2 separate regions of the Mus musculus genome follow, and region 1 is linked to region 2. A link is a contact called in public promoter capture Hi-C data. All regions are on one chromosome and are shown on one strand. The core of a region is the stretch at or near the end of the contact, and the rest is flanking DNA. Distances in the headings are between cores, read along the strand shown. Region 1 has its middle 4.9 kb from the start of Gm7244. Region 2 overlaps Aplp2 (amyloid beta (A4) precursor-like protein 2).

Region 1 (3,551 bases), core at 295-2,794, 83 kb after region 2:
GCGGAAGACCAGGACTTTAGAGTTGCTAGTATGGTTCTTGCATGCATAAGAAGCAACTCAACTAAACCAGGCCTGTTGGTGCATTCACGGAGTGCTTAGTGTCACACTGCCTCAGTATTTCCTCATGATCATACCACACTCATTACTATGTTTTGGTTTGATTTGGCTCATTTTGAGACAGGCTTTCTGCTAGCCCAGGCCTTCACTATGTTCCTGCCTATACTTGCCAAGTGCTGGGATTATAGGCCCAAGCTACCATACCCAAACCAAGACAAAATAAGACAAGTTTTATAGAGCATACCACAAGTATGAATTTAAAAGGGAGATCCAGTTTGGCGTTGAGTGAGTGATTTCTTGCCTTCCTTACACATGCAGGGTTTGTCTTCATTATGAAGTCTCTGGTGTGGCAGTGGTGGCGCACGCCTTTAATCCCAGCACTTGGGAGGCAAAGGCAGGCGGATTTCTGAGTTCAAGGCCAGCCTGGTCTACAGAGTGAGTTCCAGGACAGCCAGGGCTACACAGAGAAACCCTGTCTCTAAAAGCCAAAAAAAAAAGTCTCTGGTGTTTAATGTATGTGTACATATGTGTGTGTGTTCCTGATGATCGAGTAAGAGAGAAGCATGCTAGACAAGCACTCTACTGTTGAGTTATATCCCTAGTCCTACTCATGGCTTCTTTCTAAAAAGCCTTTTCATGCCTATGACATTCAAAATTCTCCCTGTGTGTAATAGCTGATTATCAGGGAAGTTTTTCTTTGGGCTGGAGATTACTGCATTTGCTACATATGTGGGGTTCCTTCCCAGTACAAAGGTTTTTATCTTTAATGAGGTATTGCTTCTAGCTAAGGAGGCTTGACAATGAAGTAGCTTTCCTGCCATCCTAAGACCTGTGAGTGTGCAGTATTCACTAGAGCTGGCATGCCTCCATGTTTATCATTTGTCCATGGATTCTTCTAATTTTGGAGACAGGGTCTCGCTGTGGAGCTCTGGCTGGTCTGAAACTCTCTATATACACCACATTGACCTAAAACTCACATAAATCCACCTGCTTCTGCCTCCTGAGTGCTGGGATTAGAGGTTCCCACCAATCATTCCCGGATTGTATGGATTCTTAAATATAGAATGGGTAATGGGATTCAAGATAATGTTCGGTGACCTGAGGAGGTAGACCAGATGTACAAATGGTTTTCTTGCACATGGGAGGTCCAAGTTTTAATTTTCAGCCAGTTAGAGGGAGGCAAGAAAATACATAGAGAGAATATCATTTGGGGGAAGGAAAAAATACTCAGTTATGTCCAGCCCACAGATGTTCTTTCTCTCCTACATACATTCCCCTCAAATCTAAGAGGTATTGCCTTGCCTAAGGGGTTTTCCACATTCACTGCATTCATGAATGTCTTTTCTGTATGAGGTTTCTAAACGCTGAGGGCTTTATTTGAGTTGGATGCTTTCCAGCATTTCTCACAGGCTAAGGCTTTGTCACAGGCAGCAGGAAATTCAGCAGGCTGTTGCCTGCTGGGTGCTTGAAGAATCCCCCTGGGGATGGGAAACTCTGTTCAAGTGTAGCTGAGTTCTGGGTGTCACAGAGAAGACTCCTGGGATGACTGAGAAGAAAGGAACCTTAGGGAGTTTTGGGGCTAAGCAGAAAGCAAGGTGCATTGGAAAGAGTCAAGTGGGGTGTTAGGAGAGAAACACACCAAAGGGTCTCAGCGTTAGCTGCTCGAGTGATCTGACGGCTTCAAAGCTACTTTATCTGAACCTAAGTTTCAGAGTTAGATGGAGTATGTACTGCCGAGTTCCTCTTTCTTATTCTCAGAGTTCTATTCTTGGAAGGGAGACTATTGGAGGTGGGAAGGATAGCAGAGCTATATCACCACAGCTATAACATCAAAGAAATCATAACCACCTATTAGTATGCCACAGGGAGGTTGCACTCACACAGTAGTTCATTAGCTGTATTTTAAAAAATCATTTATTTTTATGTTATGTGCTCTGTTTGTTGTTTTTGACTGCATGTGTGTCTGTGTGGGGCTGTTGGAACCCCTGGAACAGCTGTAAGCTGCCAAGGGGGTGCTGAACCTGGTTCCCCTGGAAGAACTGTTGTCACCCCCTGAGCCATTTCTCCAGCCTCTCATTAGCCATCTTTACCACTTACATTTCTGGTTATCTCTCAATAAGGGGAGTCAAGTTCTGCTGGTGGTCTGGCCAGCATTGAAGACGCCTGGGATAGGCTAGTCAGGGTGACAGACCAGAGCTAGGAAGGTTGAAGAGGCCCTTTTCCTTCTTATGTCCCCTCTATTTCTTAAGGATCTTTCTTGCCTCTGTTTCCCTTCTGGGTTGTTGATTCTCAGGAATCAATGACATATCTCTGATAAAGGCTTTTCCCACACAACCCACTTTCAAATGAGGTCACTACAAACAGAATGAACAGCTCTGAGGATTTATTGAAGAAACCTCCAAATTCAGTTTTTCCTGTCATACTTTAATATAATGGAGTAGACTTCTGGGACAAAATGTATAGGATCTTCAACATATATACCAAGCAAGCAAGCAAACAAGCAAGCAAGCAAGCAAGCAAGCAAGCAAGCAAGCAAGCAAGCAAGCAAGGAAGCAAGCATTTTTGAACCATAATCCTCAAATCCAGCCCATGTCATATGCTATTTTCCGAAAGACACCTCAGATCCCACAGACCGAGGGCTCACTCCTCTAGGCTGCTGCACACTGAAGATGCCAACCACAGCCCTGAGATGGTTTGCCTGCATTTCTGACAGCCGGTTCTAAGCTGGCATTCCCACAACTCCACCTTGGTTCTATTGTGTCACTACGGCAACTCACAGAACTTGCTGTGATACTACCGAGGATACTGGTTAGCTCCGGATGATGGGGAACAGCGGGTAAGGTGGGAGGATGGACCACCCTTCAAGAACTTCCACATGCTCACGTGTACTGGTTAAGCCAGATTCTGCTCCTTACGGCTTTAATGAAAGCTCTCCTTAAGGAGGCTTCGTTGACTAGGCCATTGCCTATTGGTGAAAAGCTTAACCTTTAGGGGATGGGATAGAAAGTCCCATCTCTCTAATCCTGTTTTGATTTTTCAGGTAACAGCCTCCATCTAAAGCTATCTAAGGGCTGCCATTGCCTGCACACAAAAACCTGCCAGAGTTGTTCATATACAGGAAGAAGACAGTTTCCCTCATACTGACATCTGAATCAAGGTCCAAAATTCTTTCCTACTGAATCCCACCCAAAAAGCTCTGTTGGTTTTGCTTTGTTTTAAGATCAACTTTAAATTTGATCCTAGACTCAGGCAATACTTTCATTTCCTAAAACAGAGCAAATCTTTCCCCACAGAGGTTTGTTTTGCAGTAAAGTGTTTGATGGGAAGTTCTTTTCCATTTCATGTGCTTCTTGTTTTTAAACTTTGACTCTGACAACGAGAGAGCCAACTTGACTGGAAATCTTCCTTGTGGCTTCTCTCTGGGGACTAATTTCTAAGGTTTCTTCTGGTCTTTTTAACTCTTCCCCCCTAACATCTATGACTGTGAATGAACA
Region 2 (3,532 bases), core at 302-2,801:
CGACCTCACCTAGAGTGACAGGGTCACTGCTGTATGATGTCTGTGCTTCTTTCCTTAGAAATGCTGCTATTTAATGTGCTCGCCATTTTCTTAAGCACCGTCAGCGCCTCGACCCATTACTTCAACACATAAATCAATCTGCTTCCTAAACTACCATGTTACAAATGGGACTTCACTGCCAAGTCAGCACTTCTGATATCCTGTGAACTGGAATGCTCTACGAAAGAAAATGAATGCCCCACCCACACACTGGCACTTCAGCAGGCCCTGTGATCTATGCACACATGTGGTAGCACTTTCAAGGCTTTGAAAACAAGCTGCATCAACTGCTTTCCTAGCCAGTGCCTCCACTTACTTAATAATTCATTCTTAATAAGAAATCCCATTTCATTAATTTGGCTCAGAAAGAATTCAGCTATCTAAGGAAAGGAATTCAACTTAGTAGACAGTGCTCCTAATAATCTGAAGAAGGTTGGAGCATTTTCAGTCGATATTCAAAACATAAGTCTGGGCCTGCAACAAGTCCATCCTTAATATCACTTCAGGAGCCCAATCCCTGGCTGGAGCTCGTAAACTGTCTCCCCTCACAAAGCTGCTGGGACCAACGCAGCTCTCCTACCTCAGAGCTGGTATGTAGCAGCTACTTCTTTACTGCCCCCAAATCAAATCTGCCTTACAGTTTGACAAAGAGCCTACTGAACTGGCGGCATCTTCCCCAAGGGCAGGGTTTTCTCCTACAGCTGTGCAAGTAAGGCTTCCTTAGATGGAAAGGCACTGCTTAGTGATACACTCCACCACTTTAGAGTCAACAGCTCAGCGCCCATAAAGAGTGAAACAGCTCTCTAGCTAGGCTTGCAAGCTAGTGACAAAAGACACTCTTATTCAAATGTTCTTATACCTTTTTCAAAAAGAAAAAAATTTGAAGATATTATTTCATCCCTCTTCAAGTATTGAATAAGCCTTCATGATCACCAGGCAGTGGTGGCACACACCTTGGGCAGAGGCAGACAGATCTCTGAAACCAGCCTGATCTACACAGAGTTCTAGGACAGTCAGTGAAAACCAATCTCTAAATATAAATATAACAATTTAAATATATGTTCACAAACTTTTCACCAAAGATTTACTTATCAAAAGAAAATAAAATACATTCCGTTCTGAGTATACTTCAACATATTTGTCTCTGGAGAAAAAAACCATGAAGTTGGGTTGGGGATAAATCTAGAAAGAGCTGGGAAAAAGAAAGGATATAATTAAACTACATTGTATGCAAATTTAAAAAAAATAATAGGCAAGAAAAAAATCTCTCCCAGGCTATGGGTAACTACAAAAAGGAAGAAAACTGGAGCGAAAACCCTAACCAGACACTAGTGTGCATTTCACCAGCAACAAGACATTAAAGGAAACAGGTCAGGGAAAAAAACCAGAACTGTTAACAAATCAGGAAAGATCAGGCACAAACAACAAATGAATGCAATGTAGGAGCTTGAACGGAAAAGGCCACTGGTGAGAGAAAGCAGAGCAATCATTTACATAGCTCTGCCAACACAAGCTCCTGTGCTCCATCGATGGGTTGTGTAAGATACAAATTCCATGGCTGGACAGAGAATTCTGCAGTATTGTCTTAAGGCCTAAAACACTCAAAGTAAAACTATTTGAGGGCTGATGTAGCTTATCAAAATAGCACCTATTCAGCACGCACAACCAGTGTGTTAGATCCCAGCACCACCAAAACAACCAAGTGGTTTTGTTTTAATCTTGGTCAAACTGCCTAGATCCCACTCTGGAGGGCATAGTTTCAATTTTACAAATCCAATCTGTCAAAAAGATAAGACAAGCTGGGTCTGGTGTCATGTACCTATACCCTAGCTCCTGGGAAGGCTGGGGTAGAAGGATTGTTTGAGTCCAAAAGCTTGAGGCAAGGGTAGGCAACACAGCTAGACCCTACCTCAAAGGAGGTAGGACGGGGAGTGAAAGGAGTGAGGGAAGGAAGACACACTTGTAGATCAGACAAGCAGTAAAGATTATCAGAGCACACTCAACTCCTGAGAAGCAAATGTCCTAATACAGCATACGATAGATATTATACATATGAAACAATTTGGTTGCTGTTAAAAGTGTGACTGGTTAAACCTGTCGATTTGACATTTAGATGTCACCTCTAGGCATGTCTGGGAGGTCATACCCACAGTGTGCACATCTCATAGGCAGGGGTGTCAGAGAGAGAACAAAGATGGCATAGCACAGCATTTACCTTCGCTTCCTGACTGAGAATTCAATGTAATTAATCTCAAGTCCCAAAATCCTGCTGTCACAGCTAGAGCTACTTCTGTTTTTTGGGGTTTTTTTAAAACATTTATTTATATGAATGTTATCTGCATGTACACCTGATAGCTAGGAGAGGCATAAGATCCCATTACAGACAGTTGTGAGCCACCACGTGGTTGCTGGGAATTGAACTCAGGACTTCCGGAAGTACAGCCAGTGCTCTTAACCACTGAGCCATCTCTCCAGCCCACCTAGAGCTACTCTTAACACCATAGTACCTATCATAATGTTCATGCCCTCAAATCATTAGCCAAAATTATACTTTTTTCTTAAATTGCCTTTGCAGGCACTTTGCAGGAACAAGAAAAGTAGCCGCACACTATGAAACACTATGGTTTAGACCACTGGCTCTCAATCTTCCTAACGCTTAATACACTTCTTCATTTTGTGACCAGCCCAACCATAAAATTATTTCAATAATGCTTCGTAACTATAATTTTACTACTATAATGAATCATAATGTAACTATTTGATATGCAACCCCTGTGAAAAGGTCATTCAACAGCCCTCAAGGGGCCTTGGCCTATAGGTTGGGAACCTTCACATCACCTTCAATAGCATGAGGCGAACTTCGACCTTCAAACACTTCAACTAGTTGACAAAATAAAAGAACTCTTAGGCAATATAAGAGGGGGAAAGAGACAAACAAACTTGTTAAAAATAACATTTGATGAGGCTGGAGAGGTTGCTCAGTAGTTAAGAACACTTGCTCTCACACAGGACTTGGGTTCAGTTCCCAGAACCCATATGGTCGCTTATAACTGCAACTTAAGGTGATCGGATGACCTCTGCATGTATATGGTGTACATAAAGTAGGCATACATTTCTAAACATAGAAAGAAAATAATTTTTAATAATGACATTACAGTTGAAAGATTTTACATTTATTCACTGTGTAGGGGGGAGGTGTGTGCATGCGCACACACACCATGGCACATATGTGGAGATCAGAAGCTAATCTTCATGAGTTGATTCTCTCCTGCCAAACGAGACCCAGGGCTGGAACTGGGATCATGGGTCCTCACATCTTCAAACACTGAGCCATTTTCTAGGCTACATCTCAAAGTTCTTGGCCTTTTTTTTATTATACTCCAACTTAATTCTAATTAAATACCAGTAAACTAAGTATAGGGAAAAATGTGAAACACTAAAAGTTATTATTCTTAGACTGATGCATATCAACTGTTAGGTGTTGTTTTCAGAC

Evidence for each region. Promoter capture Hi-C pulls out the DNA fragments that hold promoters and counts their contacts.
Region 1: a contact with region 2 is called in a promoter capture Hi-C map of the C10 cell line. The contact joins two enhancer-like sites. A contact is called at or near these places in 10 of 39 promoter capture datasets (the 3T3-L1 cell line, the C10 cell line, the HPC-7 cell line and 6 more), 1 of 15 datasets of contacts at CTCF or cohesin (CD8 T cells), 8 of 484 Hi-C or Micro-C datasets (the G1E-ER4 cell line, bone marrow-derived macrophages, cardiomyocytes and 5 more), 10 of 115 datasets of contacts at active chromatin or transcription factors (bone marrow-derived macrophages, embryonic midbrain, embryonic stem cells and 6 more) and 3 of 9 other capture datasets (adipose tissue, liver and pancreatic islet).

The regions. Positions count from the first base shown.
Region 1 is chr9:31,264,752-31,268,302 of GRCm38.p6, forward strand. It overlaps a transcript of Gm7244 not described here. Among named protein-coding and RNA genes, the nearest start is that of Gm7244, 4.9 kb to the right of the region's middle. Within about 2 kb of position 1,545, at least 91 of the 459 cell types and tissues checked have an H3K27ac peak or open chromatin away from gene starts, as enhancers often do. A contact at or near this core is called in adipose tissue, where this site is marked.
Region 2 is chr9:31,181,715-31,185,246 of GRCm38.p6, forward strand. The region is part of intron 1 of Aplp2 (amyloid beta (A4) precursor-like protein 2); the gene reads right to left. Among named protein-coding and RNA genes, the nearest start is that of Aplp2, 28 kb to the right of the region's middle. Within about 2 kb of position 1,552, at least 8 of the 459 cell types and tissues checked have an H3K27ac peak or open chromatin away from gene starts, as enhancers often do. A contact at or near this core is called in adipose tissue, where this site is marked.